2 separate regions of the Mus musculus genome follow, and region 2 is linked to region 1. A link is a contact called in public promoter capture Hi-C data. All regions are on one chromosome and are shown on one strand. The core of a region is the stretch at or near the end of the contact, and the rest is flanking DNA. Distances in the headings are between cores, read along the strand shown.

Region 1 (5,562 bases), core at 1,118-3,617:
AAGAAAGAAAGAAAGAAAGAAAGAAAGAAAGAAAGAAAGAAAGAAAGAAGAGAAAGAAGAGAAAGAGAGAGAAAGAAAGAGAGAAAGAGAGAGAGAGAAAGAAAGAGAAAGAGAGAGAAAGAAAGAAAGAAAGAAAGAAAGAAAGAAAGAAAGAAAGAAAGACAGACAGAAAGACAGAAAGACAGAAAGACAGAAAGACAGGAAGGGAAGTTGGAGAAAGGAGGAGGAGGAGGAGGAGGAAGGAGGAGGAGGAGGAGATTAACTCGGAGAGAAGAAAATTCTCAGAAAATTGAGATACTAAGACATTGTTAGAGTTTAAATGATATTAAACCTCTTCCACTGAGGTTTATTTTGTGAAATAGTATCAAATGTCATTAGATAGGTCCTTAGCAACCTAAGTTTCTTGCAGTCTAATATAGGCTATGTTATGTTATGGTTTCTTTCTTCTTCTTACTCCTCTTTCTCCTCTTCCTCCTCATTCCCCTTACTTCTTCTCCAGGAGATGGTTTGATTGTGTTTTTGAGACATCTCTCTCTCTCTCTCTCTGGCCCAGGATGAACTAAAGCTCATAACTCTTGTACAGTCATTTCTTTTAATTGCAATAAGCCTTCCAGAAGGGAGGAGAAGACACATGAGGTAAACAAAAGGTCGCATGTCTGGAAGAACCCAGACCTCTCTGTATGACCCCTCCCCTGCTTTATGTATAAAAAGGGAATAAATAGTTGTTCTGGTTATCAGAGCTGAGGAGACATTATTGATTTCTCGGACTCTATGTGCAAGTTGTACAGAGAGATCTGCAGCCAGCCATCTCTCATGGAGGGGTGGGCTTTTCAGTGATGTTGGTACTTTAAGTAACCACTAACCCATTCTGTCATTAGTAACTACAGGGAAAAACAAGTTATTATTTTGGTTTCCTTTCTGGGGTGAGCTGGTTGTCTGTGTGTGTGTGAGTGTGTGTGTGTGTGTGTGTGTGTGTGTGTGCATGTGTGTTCTCTCTGTCTCCTCAAAAAGTCTTTACCTCCAGGTAAACATTTGTATAGCTCAGGCTAATTTTGAAATCATAGCTAAGTAGCTATGATTTATCATTACAAATGTTGATATTATAGGTATTAACTATCATAACTACTTAGATAAGATTTCCTTATTGAGATTTTCTCATCTCAGGCAGTTCTAAAATCCTCAAATTATTGTAACTGTACCTTGCAAGCCAGATGTAAAGTTCTGATAGAAAAATGTCGAAACCACGTCTTTTATGTAGTTGTCACATTTGCCCCTCAATGGCTAGTTGTTTCATCATCTCCCTGTGAAGGAATGCTCTCCATATTCTGTATTCCATTCTCGATTTTATATAGGATGCTAGATGAAGCACGTACAATATGAGTGCCAACTACACTGGCTCTTGCTTTGCTTTGGGTAAGAATGAGTTCCATTAGGACTGAAGTCTGATCTACCGTAGATGCTTTTTGGGATTGTGGCTATTTAAAGTGGACATATCCTGATAAATGGCTGATCATGGGCCTTGGTGATGTTTAACCCAACTCCTCTGACAATTTTGGAATCCTCCTGTCCCAGGCATACACATACGCAGCTCTCCAGATGCAAATGTTTACTTGAGAGACACATGTGTGGAATTCTAGAGTAAATAGAGAGAGTGAGAACTGTCTGTAGTTGAAAGGTCTGTGGGTTAGAATTCACATGTTATATTCCTAAATGTGTCTGGAACTTCCCGAGGGATTTCAGGAAAATCACTTAACTTCCCCAACTCAGCTGAGGAATAGAAATCATATTATTTATCTGCTTTAGATTGTGCAATCATGCTTTCCTTTTTACAGTCTTAGATACTACACAACTCAACGAATCCCCAGGATATTAGAAGGATATTAACATATGCCAAGCAAACTGCAGCCTGAGATGTATCAAGTTTCCAAAGGTCTGTGTTTTTCCTGAGGAAATTTGAGACCAGGGATGATATCTGTCCTGTGGCCACATGAACAGGCGCCTCTCCATTCCCACGTTACAGGGCAGAATTCCACTGCTCCCTCACTTTCTATTCTAGTCAAATATTGGGTCTCCCTATCTTCTTCCCCACCGCCCCCATTTAATAGGAAACACATTCTCTTTCCGTAGGACACAAATAGAAGAAAAAGGGGGGGGGGAGGAGAAAGAGAGATTTAAGTAGAACTGCAGAATCTGTACCTACATACAACTTGCTAAATATATATAGATGAAAATAGCCAGAGCTGAGAGAGAGGAAAAAAAGAAGAGTGTTTTAACAGTAAAGTAAAACCACAACTAATGACTTCAGGAGACAGGAGCTAGGTGGACAAGCACAGCACTGCAGTTTTAAATATATGGGATTTGGCTTCACCTCCCCAGTAAGTGGCCTGGCACCAATTCAAATAGGCTGGTCTGGCACGCTAGTGCCTCTGTGAGGGACCACACTGGCGGATGGAAACGACCACAAAGCCACAGAGAAAGTGCAGGTTTCCAAAGGCAACAAGAAGGCAAGCAGACTGGCAGCTAAAACAATGCCAAGGCTCCTTCATCAGCAGGGAGGGGCAGCCTTGCCAAGGCAGATTTTCTTTCTCTGTACATTGGGATGGCCAACCATAAGCCTGATCAGTGGCAGGATGGGCAGTGGGTATCAGGCACCACGGAGGAGGAGCCAGGCACAGATGGCCCAAGGGCTGGCCACAAGGGAGGGCATCCTTTAAAGGATGATCGCAGAGCAATCTCTGCTCTGGGTACCATAGTGCAGAAAGCTGAGAGAGTCATGTTTGTGGAATATTTCTGTGTACTAAAAAGAGGCAATAATCTTTATGGGCTTCTAGCTCTGGAAAATATTTTTCTATACAAACAAGTTGTTTTTCATGCCATTGAAGACTGCCAAATGATTTGGTACATGAAGCATTCTTGCTTTACACTGCCTGAAAGTAAGGAATCTACTTCAGAGAGTGGAAGACACAGCAGGGGGCTTTTGTTGGCCACCAGCCACTTTTAGCATCTATGGTGGTGTCTACACAATGCCAACTCTGCTAGCTGGAAAGCTGAAGTGGAATTAAAGCTTTTTCCAAGGAGGCTGCACAATACATAATGGTATCACTATTCACTGTGAGTTGGCTGATGCCTTTGATGGTCTAACAGCCAGGCACAGTTTTCTCAGTGTTATAGCAAGGGCAAGAACTAACTTCTGAGGTTTTCAGAGGAGGCAGTTCAGACAAATTATGTCCAACTCCTTGAATGAGTTAAAAAAAATGCCAAGCACTTGTCAAAAATGATATATTCTCCAGCTGACAAGAAAACAACCATAATGATGGACATTGTGTGTTAATAGCTCTCCTTTGCTGTCTTGGCCTTAGGAGACCAACTTTGTAGCAACAATAATGATCAAGCAACTTTGACGTTTCCCATCGCTCTTCACACCTCACATGAGAATTTTATTTCATTGACAAAACCATGCAGCTTAGGTGCTTCCAGACCTAGTCGGGACATTTCTGAAGCAACAGGAACCTCTGTGACAGACACACAGTTAAGTCAAAAGCGGCAATAGGGAAGAGATGAGTCAGATGACTGGGTTGTTCTACATCACCCTATATTACCTTTGAATACCAGATGGAGAACTGGAGGAAGGAGGGATGTGTAGTGGGCAGTGTGGCTACAGGGTCCTCATGTTTTTAAAACAAGATACAGCCAAGACTTTGGAAGTCTTACAAACTATATGTTAAGGCCATATAAACATATGATATCATCAATGAAGAAGATTTAGAGAGCTAGAAAATGGATGTAACACCAAGCCAGGAAGAATAAATACACAGAAGCCAAGAACAAAGACATAGGAAGCCAAAGAAAGGCTATATTACTACAAGCCAAGGGCAGAGACTATATATTAAGAAGGGCATCACCAACTGTGCTGAGTGAACTTGGCAGCAATGATAAGGACTGAGAAGTGATAACTGGACTTGGTGGCATGAAGGTTATTTGACCCACACCAAAGTCTCCATGACCCTGTGAGAAGCTAAACGAGGTTAAAAACTCCACAGACATGTTTATCCATGGTAGGTAAATATCCCTGGTTATAAAGAGGAGAAAGATAAGAGATAGGTGTTGGGAGGTTGTGGCTGACCAGAGAGCAATTGCAGGCTTACTCCTCTTATGTGATGCCTATCTTAGCATCGAAGATACTGCAACAGGAAGAAGAACCAAGAGTCAAAGCAAAAGTGAGGATGTGACAAAGGACTGAGGTGATTGGACAGTGTGTATGGAGGAGTAAGACATGCATCTTTTCTGGGCAGAAGTTCCTCTGAGGATCAGAAGGCTGGGCACAAGGATGGGCTGACAAGAAAAGCAGAGAGGCAGAGGGCTGTAGGTAAAGGCTTCTTTGACATCCCGCCTCGCTCTGTGCTTCTGAGCCAGTTCTTTTGCAAGAGCACCTGGTGCAGGATGCTCCTCTGCTCTGGTCCTTCTGTTAGTTACAGTTTATTTTTTTCTCTCATCTTTCACAAAGTTACCAAATTCACTTCATTTTGCACACCATAGTGCCACATCTTTTCATTTACTTTTTTTACCCCAAAGGGTCACGTCTTGTTTGAGAAAGGTTTGTTTTGATTTGCCTTTTTATTGTGCTAAATACAGAAAACATGCCATTTGAGCTAATTTTATATGCACAATGAAGTCTTATTAATTGTGTTCATTTAAAATGTGAAGCCATTGCCAGCATCCATTTCTAAAGCCGCCTATTACATATGAACTCCTTACTTCCCTGGCTCCCAACCCTAGGACCTCAATCCTACTTTTAGTCTATGAACTTACCTTTTCTATGTACCTTACTTAAGTAGATATTTGTCCTTTATTCTTATTTATCTTAGGGTAATACTTCCATCCACATTATATGTCAGTTCTATTTGTTTAGTTAAATTAAATAATGAGTTGCATGTGTCACTTTAAAAATTTTTTTTTAAATTTTTTTTGGTTTTTCGAGACAGAACTCACTCTCTAGACTAGGCTGGCCTCGAACTCAGAAATCTGTCTGCCTCTGCCTCCCAAGTGCTGGGATTAAAGGCATGTGCCACCACCTATTCATTGGTGCTTGGGTTGCATCCACCCTTTGTGGAATGTGCATTTTATGGTGAGTCATGCATTGTGAGCTGGGGCAAACCAAGTATCTGTGGGAGTACCTGCTTTCAGTTGCTCTGAGTATATACTAACCAAATAAATAAATAAATAAATAAATAAATAAATAAACAAATAAATAAATTTGCATGTGCGTGGGAAGACAGCTTGATAAGATAGCAGCCATCTGAGTGGTAACTGCCAGGTGACTTGGCACAGCCTCACCCTTACAGGATAAAGATTTAAGACACCTGAACGTGTTTTGCTGGCCACTTAATTGATGCCCAAGCTGTTCCTTAATTGACATTGGATATATCACTGTTTTTCAGGAAGCCCGGGTATATTCTAGTTGGCCATGGCCCACTTTTATCTCACTTATTTGCCTTGGGAAACAGGTATATAGCAATACCATTGTTGCTTAAAACTAATTTATGTCTATATGACCCCAGTAAG
Region 2 (5,562 bases), core at 1,234-3,733, 770 kb before region 1:
TATGTGGATAATAATCAAACACCAAAACTTCCTGTGAGCAATGTCAGATCTTAGAATGAACTCTGGTGCTTTGGAAAGCTTACAGATGGCCTCCTTGCAAACTACAGGAACTTAATTTTACAGGAACTGGTGCTTTTAGTAAGTCAGGAGGCAATAACTGCTTGATATGGTAATGTGAAATATGATAGTTCCCTACCTCGAAGGACTTGTTATACAAGGGATGTTCGAGAAAGAATAGCCAGAAGTTCAGGGTGCTGGAAGGGGAAGCTGTATACTTAGGTGAAGGGAGCCTCCTAGCCTGGAGAGTGTAGTGGTGGAGTCATAGAGTAGGACTCTGGTGATGGCTTTAAAGTCTGAGGTCTTGGGGCTTTCTAGCTCTCTAACTGTACTGAAATGCTGATGATAACTTCTAAAACGTCCTTCTGAGGGTAAAAGACTGCTGGTTTAGGTGATTAATAACTGTAGCCTAACAGCAGAGGATTAAACAATGTGCCTTTGTTCCATCTCGGCAGGAACTGCTGGGCTCTAACTTTCAGCCTGCTAGTCAGAAGTCACAGGAAGAAAAAGGGACACTTAGAAAAGTTATTATAGCATTTATTACTAAGTTGTAAAAAGTTTCCTATGGAAGCCATCTAAGGGGAAAAGCGAAAAGATCCTAAGTGGGAAAAGGAAAAGGGAAAAATTCTTCTAAGGGGGGAAAGGCAAAAAATTCTAGTCTAAGTGGGGAAAGGCTTTAAAAAATTCTTCTTTCTCATTTGTCTTCAGTACCTATACATCTTTCAGAATACATGATCACAAAGTTCACACAAAAAATCAAATCATAAATTGAAATAGAAGTTTACAATAGAGAATGTCTACATTCGTATCCATTAGGAATAATTTTCTGGCTAAACATCCATCACCTGTCTCAGCTCCACAGGTTCACTGAAGGTTTAAAACCATAACTAAGTTATTAGTGAAGTTTTGTATAGATAAACCCAGTCAATATTTTATCTTCTGTCCTAGCACCTATAATAAATCATTAGTTCCCTTTATATGACTTTTGGTTAATTGTTTTATCACCTCTTGGAATGTGCTCTGAATAGGAGAAAATCTGGTTACCATCTAAGAACTGGTAACATGTGGAAAATTGGCCGAGTTCTCATTGCAGTTTTGACTATCAAAAACGACTTAATAGGAGTCCCAGTAAAAATGAGCTTAATAATCACAGATAAAATTTTAGGAATTCTTATAGGATCATCATGATGACTTAAGTCATCTATTTGTCTATATGGCATCACTACAAGACAATACATCTTCATGGATCTGCAGAGATCTGCTCCAAAGGGGTGTGCTACTACTTAGTGATTGTTATATATTTTTAATAATAACAGGAAAAGCAATATTAATAGCAGGAATCTTCCCTAAAATGAATTCCTTACAGCCTTGCTTAATAAGGGTGCACCTGTCGCAGGTCATCTAATAATCCGAAGTAGACCACTTCAGGATGATGCTTGTCCCATTATGACTCCTGACACTCAGCAGAGAGACAGACTTTGTTGTAGTTGTTATTCGAGATAGGGTTTCTCTGAATAGCTCTGGCTGTCCTGGAACTCACTCTGTAGACCAGGCTGGCCTGCAACTCAGAAATCCGCCTGTCTTCTCCTCCCAAGTGCTGCCCGGTGAGAGACAGATTTCTAGTACAGCAAGTTGAAGTATGGCTGGTGGTGCCTCCCACAAAGATGGAGAGCATTCCAGAATTAGGAATTCAGGGTCATCTTCCTTTGGGAAGGGAGTTCAAGGCCAGAGGAGGCTAAAAGAAATCTCGACTTGCAACCTCCACGACCAAAGAAACATTTGATAATAAAAATTTTGCCAAGCACTCTAGATGAGGTGATCAATGAACAACTCCATCGGCCCCTGTGACTCTTGCCCATTAATTCATATAGTAGGAAGGCAGGTACAGTCTTCGACGCCAGACTGCGCTACATAAAGTTAGAGCTACATAGCAAGATCCTGCCTTTTTGGTTTTGCTTTGTTTTATTTCGAGACAGGGTTTCTTTGTGTAGCTCTGGCTGTCCCGGAAATCAGTAGTGTTCTCGAACTAACAAAGTTCTTCTCCTCTGAGTACTGGGATTAAAGGAGTACACCGCTGCCTCCACCGGACAAGACCCTGTCTTAAAATAAAGGAAAAGATGATTTGTTTAGGGCCATACACCTGCATCACTCACTATAAGGAGCTACAATGTAGCTTTTACTGAACAGCAATCACAACCCGAGCAACAGAAACCTAAAACGCAAAGAATCCGGAACTAAGGCCGGGAGGGCTCTAGAAAACACCCGGTTTCCGGACCTTGGGGCAATTGGCTGGTCACGCAATGCTTTGTGGGTCTTATAGTTTCTCTCAGGGACTTCATGTGCCCGGAGACAGGGATGCATTGCATGGTGGGAGATTGAGTCCTCTTAGGAAGACCAGTCCCGGAAGTCGGGACTGCGCCTGCGCCTGCGCAGTGTAGTCTTCCGCAAGCGCGGGAGTCTTGGTTTGCGTGGAGCGCTGCAGTCACTGTCTGTTTTTCTGGGCGCGTTCGGCCTTTTGTGGTGGGATGGCTCTCGGAGAGGAGGCAGCGGGCGGCCGCCGCAGAGGGGTTGTCGTCACCCCGGGATGCCTGTAGGAGGGGTCCAAGGGTCCTCACGGCTTCGGTGCCTTCGTTTTCCTCCGTCACAGTCGCCCTGCCCGTGGAAAGCATGAGCTCGGCCCGGGACTCCGCTTTCGAGAAGCAGCATCTCTGGATGTACCTGCAGGCGCTGGGCTTGGATCCGAGCTCCAGCATCACGTTCGGCGGGAAGATGGTGCCGCACGCGCACCTTGGAGAGTAAGGAGATCTGGGGCGGTGGCGCGGTCCTTGGCGTCCAGTCACTGGCGGCAGAACCCTGTGGTGGGGGACTGGTCGTCACCAGTGTAAGGGATGCGGGTGCGGGACGCTTTAGAGGCGTGCTCTGCAGTTGAGGCACAACGGCGGGCCCGCTTAACCCTGCCTTCGTGGTCTGTAGTTGGTGGGAGGCGTCGGGGAACTATATATGCAAACATCTTATAAGTAGTTAACTGTGGGTTTAAACTTTGAATCCGAACTAAAACATGTTACAGCTAGCAAAAACATAATAATGTGTGGGAATGAAAATCAAAAGCCGATACCCTTTCCTTTGCCACTTCAGTTATGGTTGCGATCACAAAAAGAAATACTTTGTTTATATTTGTATACTTTAGACACGAGCTTCCGGTTTCAGGCCCCCTTTCCTCCTTATAATTTAATGGAAAGAATGATTCTATTATTACTATATCACCATCATCACCATTATTACTATTTTTTTTTTTCGAGACAGGGTTTCTCTGTATAGCCCTGGCTGTCCTGGAACTCACTTTGTAGACCAGGCTGGCCTTGAACTCAGAAATCCGTCTGCCTCTGCCTCCCAAGTGCTGGGATTAAAGGCGTGCGCCACCACCGCCCGGCTACTATTATTTTTATTTTGAGACAAAACCCCCCTCTCTGTAGTAATGGGAGGTGTGCTGGGATTTTAATTCCATCGCCTTGCTCCTCCAGATTGCTGTTTTGCTTGCTTGTATGTCTTGTGTGAGGTTGTCAGATCTTCTGGGACTGGAGTTACAGTTTAGATCTGCCATGTGGATTCTGGGAATTGAACCCGTGTCTTTTTGGAGGCGCAGACACTGTTAGTAACCTGAGACATCTCTCCAGTCTCAATGAATTTTGTCTTTTGTTTGATTTTTGTTTTTGTTTGTTTGTTTATTTTTCAAGACAAGGCTTCTGGACCTCTTTTTGTGGACAGGCTAGCCTTGAACTCAGATACCAGCCTGCCCTTGCCTCTTATGTGCTGGGGATTAAAACGTCCCACCAACCATCCCTAGTTAAATTAACTTTGTTTTGTTTTTTGATGCTTTAGACATTTTTATGCAACCTCAGTTAAGTAGGTATATGATAGTATGCAATCATTCACTTGTAGTAGGTTATACATGTTATTTTAAAGCAATTCCATGGCATACATGTAATTTTACTATTAGGGACGAAAGTAAATTTGCATACTAAAGGATGCTCCCCCATTTTTTTCCTTTGAGATGGATGATTATATACCATGGCCTCCAGCTCTGTTTGCCTCTCTTGCTTAAGTGTTGATATCATGTTAACTTTTGGTTGATGCATTTTCAGAAACTTTTGCTGCTGTTACATTTCAGCCCTCACATAACTATGCTACCAGAATAGGGTGATGAAGTTTCCAGAAACAGGGCTGGCTGGGCATGACGGTGCATGCCTTTAATCCCAGCACTCGGGAGGCAGAGGCAGGTGGATTTCTGAGTTCAAGGCTAGCCTGGTCTACAGAGTGAGTTCCAGGACAGCCAGGGCTACAGAGAAACTCTGTCTCGAAAAGAAAAGGAAAGAAAAGAAAAGAAAAGAAAAGAAAAGAAAAGAAAAGAAAAAAGAAACCGGGCTGGAGACAGTTTCTGTTATGTTCCTCATGTTCCTCACCAAGGACAAGAATAATCTGGGGATAGATCCGTCATCTGTTGCCCCCATCTATTTAATTGTTATCTTTTTGTTTTTCTTCAATTTTTGTTTTTTTTTTTTTTTTTCCAAGACAGGGTCTCACTATTTAGCTCTCTGGCTGTCCTGGAATGCATTATGTAGACTGGGTTGGCTTCAGACTCATGAGAGATCCATTTGCCTCTGTTTCCTAGGTACTGGGACTAAAGGCATGAGACTCTGCTCCCAGCTGGTCTTGTGCTTGTGATAATCCTCTTGCCTTGGCTTCTGGAGTGCTGGGATTGATTGCAGGAGTGTGCCATTGTGCCTGCATGTATTTTGTCAGTATAATTTCAGTTCTAATGGTTGTGTTAATGCACCTAGGTATCTTATTTTTAATCTCTCTCTCTCTCTCTCTCTCTCTTTCTTTCCTTCCTTTTTTCTTTCTTCCTTTCTTCCTTTCTTTCTCTTCCTCCTCCTTTTTCCTCCTCATCTTCCCCTTCCTCCTCCTCTTCCTTCTTTTTCCTCTTCCTCCTTCTTTTTCTTCCTTTTTTTTTTTTTCTTTTTTGGAGAAAAAGGTTTTAATATCTCAGGCTGGTCTCAAACTCCAGATATGACCTTAATCTCCTAATCCTTCTGCCTCCACCTCCAAGTGTCAGGTGTGGTAGAAGTATGTACCACCATTCCCAGTTATTCATCTGTTTCTTAGTTTTTGTTTCATTTATTGTCTGTGAGTGTGCAAGTGCGAGCCACAGCAAGTGTGTGCAGGTCAAAGGACAATGTGTAGTTAGACGATTTATTTACTTGAGTTTGGGAATAGAATTCAGATCTTCAGGCTTGCATTTCTGGGAGGCAAGTTCCTTTCCTTAGGTGTCTCATCTATTCTTGATTTCTCTCAATATTTGTGTGGAGTCAAGTCTTTCCTGCCACCATGTGGGTGTCCCAGGGATGGAACTCAGGTAGTAAGGCTTAGTGGCAAGCACCTTTACCTGCTGAGCCACCTAGAACAGACTTCTAACCAAAGCACTACATATGCTAATAGTAGTAACTA

Evidence for each region. Promoter capture Hi-C pulls out the DNA fragments that hold promoters and counts their contacts.
Region 2: a contact with region 1 is called in a promoter capture Hi-C map of cranial neural crest. The contact joins the promoter of Haus6 here to the enhancer-like site in region 1. A contact is called at or near these places in 7 of 39 promoter capture datasets (the C10 cell line, cranial neural crest, embryonic stem cells and 3 more).

Annotation. Positions count from the first base shown.
Region 1 is chr4:85,834,711-85,840,272 of GRCm38.p6, reverse strand. It overlaps a transcript of Adamtsl1 not described here. Among named protein-coding and RNA genes, the nearest start is that of Adamtsl1, 220 kb to the left of the region's middle. Within about 2 kb of position 2,367, at least 41 of the 459 cell types and tissues checked have an H3K27ac peak or open chromatin away from gene starts, as enhancers often do.
Region 2 is chr4:86,608,976-86,614,537 of GRCm38.p6, reverse strand. Haus6 (HAUS augmin-like complex, subunit 6) reads left to right here and starts at 2,483. Exons shown (of 17, transcript NM_173400.3): 1 at 2,483-2,852. The coding sequence starts at 2,725.